2 separate regions of the Pan troglodytes genome follow, and region 2 is linked to region 1. The links are chromatin contacts, called in public HiChIP or PLAC-seq maps. All regions are on one chromosome and are shown on one strand. Each heading gives the region's core, a stretch centred on a gene start, on an enhancer-like site or on the middle of the called end of the contact. The rest is flanking DNA. Distances are from core to core; before and after follow the strand shown. Region 1 holds the start of RNPS1 (RNA binding protein with serine rich domain 1). Region 2 holds the start of CCNF (cyclin F).

Evidence for each region. HiChIP or PLAC-seq counts read pairs in DNA pulled down with a chosen protein or histone mark.
Region 2: an H3K4me3 HiChIP or PLAC-seq map of stem cell-derived excitatory neurons shows a contact between it and region 1, with 2.9 times the contacts expected there. The contact joins the promoter of CCNF here to the promoter of RNPS1 in region 1. A contact is called at or near these places in 3 of 7 Hi-C or Micro-C datasets (induced pluripotent stem cells and stem cell-derived neural progenitor cells) and 1 of 1 datasets of contacts at active chromatin or transcription factors (stem cell-derived excitatory neurons).

The regions. Positions count from the first base shown.
Region 1 is chr18:4,879,382-4,884,498 of NHGRI_mPanTro3-v2.0_pri, reverse strand. It overlaps RNPS1 (RNA binding protein with serine rich domain 1), which reads left to right and starts at 2,755. Exons shown (of 8, transcript NM_001279816.1): 1 at 2,755-2,840. It overlaps MIR572 (microRNA mir-572), which reads left to right and starts at 3,015; the gene lies at 3,015-3,108. LOC134808728 (a long non-coding RNA gene) reads right to left here and starts at 2,468. Exons shown (of 2, transcript XR_010152233.1): 1 at 1-2,468.
Region 2 is chr18:5,038,472-5,043,588 of NHGRI_mPanTro3-v2.0_pri, reverse strand. CCNF (cyclin F) reads right to left here and starts at 2,357. Exons shown (of 16, transcript XM_063796476.1): 1 at 2,235-2,357; 2 at 451-605. It overlaps LOC467872 (ATP-binding cassette sub-family A member 17-like), which reads right to left. Exons shown (of 16, transcript XM_063797575.1): 16 at 3,695-5,117.

The sequences.
Region 1 (5,117 bases), core at 1,506-4,005:
CTCTGGGAAGGCAAGGGGAGGAGCTCAGGGCCGTGGCCAGAGCCCACGAGAAGCCAGTGCCCAGCTCAGCAGGTGACCCTCAGCTCTGGGAAGGTAAGGGGAGGAGCTCAGGGCCGTGGCCAGAGCCCACGAGAAGCCCATGCCCAGCACTGCAGGGCTCTGGCCACTGCCTAATGCCCTCCACGAAGCCCTGCCTGCCCTTCCAGCAAACCAGGGCCCCTGAGGCTCCAGAAACCCCAGCTCCACTGCCCTCAGCCTCCATGGCCTTAGCAGCCTGGCTCTGGGGCTGAGCTCCCGGAAGGGCAGGGTGGGGGTAGGCTCCTGAGTTTTATTTTCTCACATTTCTTCCAGACATGCTTCTGCTGATCCTCAAAATGGCAAAAGCCAGGATGCTCAATTCTCAAAGCTCAACAGCTGATGGCACATTTGATAACAAAAATCAGTAATATTTAGAAACAAATTTGATTAAATTCGTAAGTGCCTGAATAAATCATACTCGTAGATTTAATATAAAATGTGTGAAAGCTTATTCGCAGGCGAAATGACATTACTGCAGAGCATTAAAAACCAGCAGGGGGAGGGCTGTCGGCCCAGCTGGTGCTGTGTCACGCCCACCCGTGTCATGTGGGGTCACCAGGCTGCCCCTGCGCACCAGGTGTCAGTGGGGCCCTGGGCATGGGCTCTAGGTTTGGGGCCCTTTAGCACCTCTGACCAATGGACTCCAATGCCACCTCAGAGAATTCCGCCTGTGCCTGCCTGGACCACCGAGGCTGCCCCCTCCCCTAGCGCCGACTCTGGGGCCCCTTCAGCAGGGGGGCGGCCCCTCTGTTCCACTTAACCTTCCATGCCTGGGCACAGCAGGTGTGACAGTAATGCAGAGAATCTAACTCACTTTACATGTCATCAAACCCAAATCCAACGGGGGTACCCAAACCAGACTGATGGGCCTGCCAGCCTCCACCCACAGGAACACACTGGTGACTTACTGCAGCAGACTCGGGAGGTAGCTCCTCCTCCTAGCTGCCTTTGTCCCCAACTCCTTGGACATCCCTTAGCCCAGGGTGAAGGGTCAAGGGCACACCTGACACCCTCGGACAGAGCCAGAGGGAGTGGGTCTGGGCAGGAAGTCACCAAGAGCTGGCTTCCCACACAGGGAAGAGGGCAGTGATGGCAGACCACACCCCCACTATCTATCCATCCATTCACCCACCCACCCACTCCGGGTCACCAAGCTGCACTCTGTCCTTTGCTCTGACATCTAAAGTCTCCAAGTCATGCTGGTTCTCTCCTCCCAAAGATCGGCTTGGATCTGTTCCCTTCTCCCTTCCTTGCTGCCACGAAGCTGTTCAGACAAAGTCTGAAGCTCAGCGCACCGTCAATCCCTCCACAAATAACCACAGGGCAACGACTGCCTGACAGGCACAGCAGAGAACAAAACCCGCCCTCGGCTGGGGGCGGTGGCTCACGCCTGTAATCCCAGCACTTTGGGACGCCTAGGAGCGAGCACTTTGGGAGGCCAAGGCGAACCTAGGAGCGGATCACGAGGTCAGGAGTTCTCGACCAGTCTGGCCAACATAGTGAAACCCCGTCTCTACCATAAAAATACAAAAAAATTAGCCGGGTGTGGTAGTGTGCGCCTGTAATCCCAGCTACTCGGGAGGCTGAGGCAGGAGAATCGCTTGAACCCGGGAGGCGGAGGTTGCAGTGAGCCGAGATCGCGCCGCTGCACTCCAGCCTGGGCAACAGTGCGAGACTCTGTCAAAAAAAAAAAAAAAAAAAAAAAAATCCGCCCTGTCAGTGTGGGGCGTTGACGCGGAGCCTACTGCCTGCACCCCTACAGCGTCACCCCCTCCTCTGTCCCTGCCAGAGGCGCCACCTCTGGACTCTCCCAGGGTCGGACCCTGGTCGACAGTGCTCCCTGCCCGAACCCTGCACGGGCCGATGGATGAAGCCTCGGCGCTGCGCCGTTCACACGCTCCGTGCCGCTGCCGCGAAGCTCGCGCGGGCCTCCGAGCCGGTACCCGGGCCTCCCTTCCCTGCTTCCAGCGAACCTCGGCGCCTGCTGTTCCCCCGCCGGGCGCGCCCTTCCATTTGGGTCTCAGCGGCAGTGTCACCTCCCCGGAGAGGCCCGCCGTTGCACCCCATCTCCCACTCTCAAGCTCGTCGCTCTTCCTGCCCGCACAGCCCGCCTGCCGCGCCCACCCGGTGGAGGTCCGCCTGCCGGGAGGCCGCGTCCACGGGAACACCCCAAACGCCACCAGTGGATTTTAACCGCACGAACGCACGCCCTGCCCCAGCCCGTCTCTCCGAGCTACTTCCGCCCTGCGGGCCCCCATGCCCCGCCACGCACGGCCGCAGAGCCTGCGAATCCCTCCTGTGCTACCACCTCGCCGGCCTCCGCACAGCCCGGCCCGGAGCCCCGCCTCCACCGCCGGCGACAGGGGCCGGAGTCTGCCCGGGCGGGCCCAGTGCGCCCGCGCAAGGAAAGGGGCGGGGCACGGGCGCGTTAACACCCTCCGCGCTGGAGGACGGGCCTCCGTCATCGCGCTACCCTCCCAGGCTCAGCAGGCTACCCATGTGCCCGCTCCAGCAAGCGTGCAACCAGCCCGGTCAGTCCCAGGGACTTCACCGGCTACGAGACACCTTGAACGTCCCCAGCGCGACTCCCACAAACTGCCTTGACTCTTTAACGCTTCCTCGCTGGCGCCCATTGGGCCAGGCGTTTACGTCATCGCTGCGCGCCGGGCGGCGGCGACTTCCCGCTCCTTGACTCTGACGTCAGAGCGGCGCCGGCCTCGGCGGCTGAGGAAAGCAGGAGGAGGTGGTGGCGGCGGGAAGATGTAAGTTGGGGCGGAATCCGACCGCATCCGTGTTTCGGGGGCTGCTCGGCAGGCCCGGCAGGACGCATCGTGAAGCCGGTCCACTCCTCAGCCCCGCAGTGCGGCGGTGGCCTGGCAGCGCGGTGCGGGCTCCGAGAAGAAAGAGTATGGCCCGGGACGGGTGGAGTGGGAGGTGTCGAGGCCGTGGCCCGGAAGTGGTCGGGGCCGCTGCGGACGGAAGGGCGCCTGTGCTTCGTCCGCTCGGCGGTGGCCCAGCCAGGCCCGCGGGACTCAGACCAGCGGGGAGCGCGGTCCCCGCCCTTGGGGCCCTCCCGCCGGGCCGGAGACCCAAGCCCCCAACGCCAGGCCCTGCCCTGGAAGCGCTCGCGGCCCGGCGCCTGGACGGGGGAGTTGTGAGTGAACGCGGACGGGGAAGCGGCGAGGTCGGCGTGTCGGGCCGGTGTCGGCGGGCGCGGAGTTTCTTTGTGGGATGCGGTGGAAGGTCGGCCGATCCCCCCTTCGGAGTCATTAATTCAAACGTGTACTCCGCGAACGTTTCCCGGACTCCCGTGTGCAATTATCGGCGCTAGGCCGTGGGGATACGGCCCACTATGGACCGAGCACGGTGGCCGAGCTCAGTTTGATGGGTTACCCCAGAGGGGCGGATACGGGAAGGTTAAGGTTGTTGGAGGAGAAACGTGGAGTAGGCTTTTTGTCTTGATTGCGCATGAACTGTGCCTGAAATGTACTTTTAAATGGGGAAGGTGCTCTGAAGATTTGTGCCGAAACGCCCTCTCCTCGAGATTTAACTAATTGTTCTCTCCTCTCTCTGGCTGTTGGACGCGCACCTTTCCGGAGGATGGGGGAGGTAACCGAGGTCCTGAGCCGGTACCTGAACTTGGGTGAACAGAGAACCTCAACTTTTGCTTTCTAGCACTCGACTGCACCCAGCAAGGCGTCCGCTTACTCAGTGGTTCTTAGTGTTTGGAGTGCTTAAGAATAACTGGTGGTGTTTGATTTCACAAAGTACATTCGGGCAGATCTTTAGTTCTTGGGGGGGTGGGGCTGGAATCTGCGGGTGTGACCTCCACTCTAGGTCTGTGCTGTCCAGCAAAGTAGCCATTGGCCACATGTGGCTGCTAAGCATGTGAAATACAGCTCATCAAGACTGAAATGTTAAAACGCACAGCAGTTTTAGAAGACTAGGAAAAAAGCAAACCTTTATTAGATTTTTATGTTGATTATATGTTGGAAAGATAATATTTTGGATGTGTCAAATGTTAAAAATTAATTTCACCCATTTTTGTGACGTGGCTGCTAAGGAATTTCAGGTGATGCTTGTGGCTCCTCACACGGTTTCTATTGGACAGTGCTGCTGCAGGTGATCCGAAGGCGGGTGGGTGCAGGAACCCAGCTGAGAGTTCAGAAATTACGTGTAACTTTGGAGACAAGTGTCTGTGGGGGAAGGAGCCTCCGGACGTGGAGATACAACTCTTGATCCTAACATTTATCGAGTGTTTAATTAATGCCCTGGGTAACTATAAGGTTGGAACTGTAATTGTCACCATATTGATGATGAGAAACTTGAGAAAGGATAAGTGACTTGTTTAAAATCACACAGTAAAACCTCAAATCAAACCCAGGCTCTCTGGCTCCAGACTCTAAATTATACTCTGAATGATACTCACTGATTGTCCGAGGACACAATGTCGAGGCACTATCTGCTGGGTGTCTGCAGAACCTTACTGTTCTAAAGCAAAACATTTTACTCCTGGACAAGAGCAGCAGAGGTGGCGTTCGGCCCTCCTTGGCTCTCATTTGACTGTTCAAAGCCAGGTGCTTTTCTTTCTTGGGTCAGAACATATTTTCAGCAGCATTTTGAAGCACCCCTGGCATGCACTGCACAGGGAAACCAGGACCACATTGGTGTGCTGTGTCCTCCTTACCAACTGGCTCTTGGAGAAGGTGAGACAAGTAGCTGAGACTCCATTCCTGAGAGCTTCACTTAACAACTCCTGCAGCTTGTGCAGAGCCTTACTGGAAATACTGAAGGCAGAGGTCCCTGGAAAATAGGGCCCATAACTAATCAGTAATTTGTTTTTGAGTAATTTGTTACCGTTATTTGAGCACATTCTGCAGTCCAGGCATTTTGCTAAACTCTTACATGGCAGGCAGTCTCTCACGCAATTTCAATGCCTACTTTTTTTCTCCATCTTATTTTTGAAAAATGTTAAAAAAAACACAGGAAGGTCGAGTTATACAGTTAATACTCACATAAAGACCACTTAAGGGCTGGGT
Region 2 (5,117 bases), core at 1,108-3,607, 160 kb before region 1:
GATATCATCCTTGTTTCCTTTTTGCCCTCCTTTTTTTTTTTTTTTTTTTTTTTTTGAGACAGAGTCTCGCTCTGTCGCCCAGGCTGGAGTGCAGTGGTGTGATCTCGGCTCACTGCAAGCTCTGCCTCCCAGGTTCAAGCAATTTTCCTGCCTCAGCCTCCCTAGTAGCTGGGATTACAGGCGTGAGACACCACGCCCGGCTAATTTTTGTATTTTTAGTAGAGATGGGGGTTTTGCCAAGTTGGCCAGGCTGGTCTGGAACTCCTGATCTCAGGTGATCCACCCCCCTTCGGCCTCCCAAAGTGCTAGGATTAAGGCATGAGCCACCGTGCCTGGCCTCTGCCCCAACCTCTTTTTTAGCCAAAGTTTTGTTCTGACAGTTAAGAACACAAGGCCTGATGGTATAATCAACAATGCTAGGGCTCATAGTGTTTTCATGCAGGGACTTACAGCTCGGACGGCCAGGATGTCCTCTACAGAAAGCCACTTCAGGATGTGAAAGAGCACATCTTCGGGGAGACTCAAGATGGTCAGGTTTCGGGGCCTCCTCCTTATTCTTCGCTTTGTAGGATAACAGAAACACTTGGCACACCTACAGTGGACCACTGAAGGAAAAAAAGACAGAAGCCTTGATAAGATGAAAAATTATTCTATATACACACCCTTGAAGGGAAAAAAAAAAAGGATAAAAGTTACATCTGAAGATGATCTAATGGTTACTATTCCCTGTGCCACAAAAGATGGAACTATGCTTCTTGTCCCAAACAAAGATTATGTAAAGGAGTGGCATTGCACAAATTACAGAAGAGATCATTCATTTTCAAATATTCAACAAATATTTATGGCAAATAGCGCATATCATGTAACTTGGCTATTGGGAAACTTTCTGATCCAGAGCCCACATGACAGGCAGGAAGGGGAAAAAGCTGCCGAAGCTGAGGACGGTTTTCCTTCCATTTCATTCTCAGGAAAACTCCTGGGGCCTTTGCTGTATAGCTTTGCTTTTTGCACACGTGACCAAGGTGCATAATGTTCAATAAAGATCTGTGGGCTTGAAGAGTCTGGTTTTCAAGTCCAAATTAGAAGGGTCGGCCCTGGAGAGAAGCCACAGACTTGGAGGCCGGGGCAGTGTGCGTCCAAGTCTCAGCTCTGCAGAGTCTCAGTGTGCCCTCCACTGTAGAATGCGGAGTTGACAGCTACGCAGTAAGGTTGTTGCTCAGGTCCCAACACAAACCTAGACCTGTAGGTTTGTGTACAGATGCAATCATTAAAGGTGAGACGGGCATTCCACCCACCAGGCAGGCAGCCCAGACATGCTTCTCAGATGTGCTCTCTCCTCTTCCCACAGCCGGATTTTCCAACTCCTACTCCAGCAACCCCTTCCTCACTCTAAGCAGATTAGCCCTTATTTCACAGGGAAACAGAAGCCCTCAGACAGGAACCTCAGGATCCTGCCTCCCCATCTACAAATCTACCTTTCTATCCATCCTTCCTTCCAGTCCTGAAAGGAAGCGCCACTCCCCTCTGTGGGCCCAAATCCCTCCCCGCCTTGCTAGGACTTCCTAGCGATTGCTCCCGGCTCCCCTCTCTTGACCGGGGTCTTCCTGTTAGCAATTAAATCAGCTGCAAAAGCCAAACGTATTCCAGGGCGACGAATTCTCAAAGATTCTATAGACCTCTCCATAAAATATTCCTCATTCTCCGGCTCCAGGACAGATACTATGATAATAGCTGAAACCACAGTTCGTGTTTCCTGTGCCTCAACGCGCGCGGGGCCGAACGCTGCTTTCCACAGAGCTAGGTCCACGGCCCCGCTGGACTGAGGCTCGGTCAGGGCCGGGCCGGGCTGCGGGATCGCTTCGCCCCCACGCGCTCCGCAGCCCTTTCCCCGACCAGGAGGCGCTGGTGTTTGGCTCCCCGGGACCCGATCGCCGCCCCGGGACCCGATCGCCGGATCGCTGCCCCGGGACCCGATCGTCGCCCCAGGAAAGGGCCGGAAAACGTCGCCGCGGGGGAAGGCGCCGAGGGGCACGGGCGCCCGCCGGGCATTTAAACCGCGCGCCCGGCCGCCGGGGCTCCCTGCGCGGGACGCGACATCCGCCCCGGGTTAAAGAGCTCCAGCCAGCCCTCTTCAGGCCGCCAGGGCCTCCCCTCCCGCGGGACCCGCCGTCCGCCCCGCAGGGCAGGCAGAAGGGGTGTGGGGCAGAAACCAGCGGACATCGCCCCGCACTCACCGCCGCCGCTCCCCATCGCCGCGCTCGCGTCGCTGCCGCCGGAGCCCGCCTGAGAGCGCGCCCGCGCCCCGGCCGGAGCGCGCGTAGCCCTCGCGCAGGCGCAGACCCCGCCCCGCCGCCCACCCCAGTTTTCAAACGCGCCCGGCCCTCCCATTGGCCTGCCCGGGGGGGCCGCCGCCGGCCCCGCCCATGTCCCGCCCTGTGCTCGCCTCATTTACCGCCCTACACGCCCTCCCCGCCTGCTCCGGGAGCCCGCTATTGGCCGCGCCAGGACGCGAATTCGAACATTGGCCGCTGATTGGTGGAACCCGCGTGGCCGCCCCGCCTCCCCAACGGGGCTGGGGTCCCGGAGGAGCGCTTCCCGGCCGGCGGGCAGGGGTTTGTGGGCGTCCCCTCCCGGCCGCATGGGTCCGGGCTTCGCCGCTGACCCCGGCGACCGGCATCTGCGGTGCCAGATGGGCTGCGAAGGCGCACGCCTGCGGCCAGGGGAAAGAGGACTCCTTGGCGTCCCTCGCAGTCGCGGCCGTGATCCAGCCTAGGACAGCCCCGACGTGGCGCTTCTAGGACGAGGCCGTGCCCTGCCCGGGTCCCGGGGTCGCTCCTGGGCCCGCGACCCTCACCCCCAGCTTGCACGGCCTTCCCTTCCGCCGCCTGCTTCAGGTGGAGACCCTTGGGTTTGTGGCTGAGCCGCTGCTGGGCGGGGATGCTGGCCGGGATCGTGGTAGAGAAAGAGGAGGTCGGAGCTGACGCTGGAAGTCTCCCCCGCGGAACGCTGACCCCTTCTTCCCGCGAAACGTGGCGCACCCTGGACGCCTCAGTGCTCCAGCCCCGGGGCAAGCCCTCCCCATCACTTTGGCCAGATGCTGCCCCCTGTCTGGCCTCCTCGGCTGCTACCTGGAGCTGCTCGCCGCGGGAAGTGTCATATCTGCTCACTCTTGTCTTGGGCAGAGCCCATCTGAGCTGTCCTTCAGGAGTCAGCCACACCGCACCCCTTTTACGGCACAGGCTGTCAAGGGGAAGACTCGCAGCCTCCTGACTGTCTGGTGGAGGACAGAGGGGCTTTTCCTGGGGAAGGCAGGGGCCTGGGCCAAGGCTGCCCACCCCTCCCTCACGCTTCCCTCAGTCTGCACCCTTCCATCCTTCCGGGTCCCCATAGAACTCCTTCAAGTACTGGGCCTGCCCTGGGCACACAGACAGGAGCCCTGGCGTGCAGGCTTCAGCCGGCCTGGGGCAAGAGACAGAGTAAACAGGTGATCACAGCACAGGGTACAGAAGAGTCCGTGGCCCCAGAGAGGGTCTGGAAGTTGGGACTATTCCCTGTCCCAGAATCAGGAAGCGGGTGAAGGAGGGTGAAGAGAGAACAGGCTGAGCGAGTTTGGGGCCTGCTCCCCAGATGTCCCATGTTCTCAGCCCCCAGATTTCTTATCCCCTTATCTCACTTTTGTCCTCCTGGGTTACTGTTTCCTACTTTGTCACTGTTACCTGTCTCCCCCTAGGGCAGAGGTGCACTTTCAGGGTTAGCTTCCATAGCATCTTGAAGGGATTAATCAACTAGAGCCAGCCATGAGCACATTAGCCACACCAGCTGCCTCTAGAATCTAGAACAGCATCCTTGGTCCCTAGGTTGTCCTTTAGCTCTATCCTGTGCTTTGTGTCCTGATCACTCTCCTTTCAACATGGAGAGGCAAATTTCTTTTTCAGGGAGCAGGAGTTGTCTTGACTGCAGCCATGCCTGCTCTCGCCCCACACCCTGCCCTGGCAGTGGGAGCCTCCAGGGCTGCCCTGGGGTGATAAGTGGCTCCTCCAGGGTGTGGGCCCGTTTCCCACTGGGCTTCAGGAAGGTGAGACCTTGTTGGAAAAGTCTAAACTGTTAGGAGCTCAGGGAAATTCGTGGTAGAATGAGGTGTCGGTTGAAAACGTTATGGGTAGTGAGGGGCAGGGGAGAGAAGGGAAAGTGAAGTAGCTTGGGAGCCTGATAAATCCCACATTCAGAGAAGAAGATGGGCCTTCAGTGGAGGCAGAGAGGGGCATGGGAGGAATGAGAGCTGGATATGGGAGCCCAGGGAGTGGCTTTCATCACAGGGAGCAGTCACCTGAAACGAGGACTGAGGAGGGTGGGTTGGCGACCATGGGTGTGCGACGCCGTTGTTCTGGGCAAGGGGTGCAGGAACCATAGGCAAGGCCTGTGCATGACCCTTTCCTGAGTCCTGGCTGAGAAGGGGCAGAGACCAGCATCTGCACTTCCCAGAGAGGAGCTGAGGGGCCTGTGGCAAGGGGCAGAGTGAGCTCCAGAGAGAGAGAAAGGGCTGCTGGATGGAGCCCGTCTCAGAAGAGAGGTGAGTGTACATGACAAAGGCATGTGGCCACATCCATCTGCATCTGTACAGTGTGATGGTCTGGCGCCCATGGGGCCTCTGCTCAGTGGTTCTCATGCTGGAGCTGCGCCAGAGCACCTGCTGTAGGGCTTCTTGCAACATGGATTGCTGGCCCTGCCCCAGGCATTTCTGATTCAGTAAGTTTTGGGTGGGGCCCAAGAACCTACATTTCTAACAAGTTTCCTGATGGTGCTGCTGCTGCTGGGACCCCACTGCGAGAACCTCTGCCCCAGTGCAACCCTGGCTCCCCTGTCTGTTGATGTGGGAAGTTACTGGCTGCCTCTAAGCCAGTCTACCCATGTGGGAGGTGGGGCGCTGTCCACTTCATGGGTGGATATAGGATCACATGCAGCCCTAAATTTGCAGGAGCCAGGGAAGAGGATGAAAGCCCACACATCCAAATATTTAAATATTGTAACATCCCGACTTAGGCTAGCAAACTTGTCAATATTTATTTCCTCCTTCCTTCAGAAGAACAGTGACATGACCACCTGTGAGGCCAGGTGTG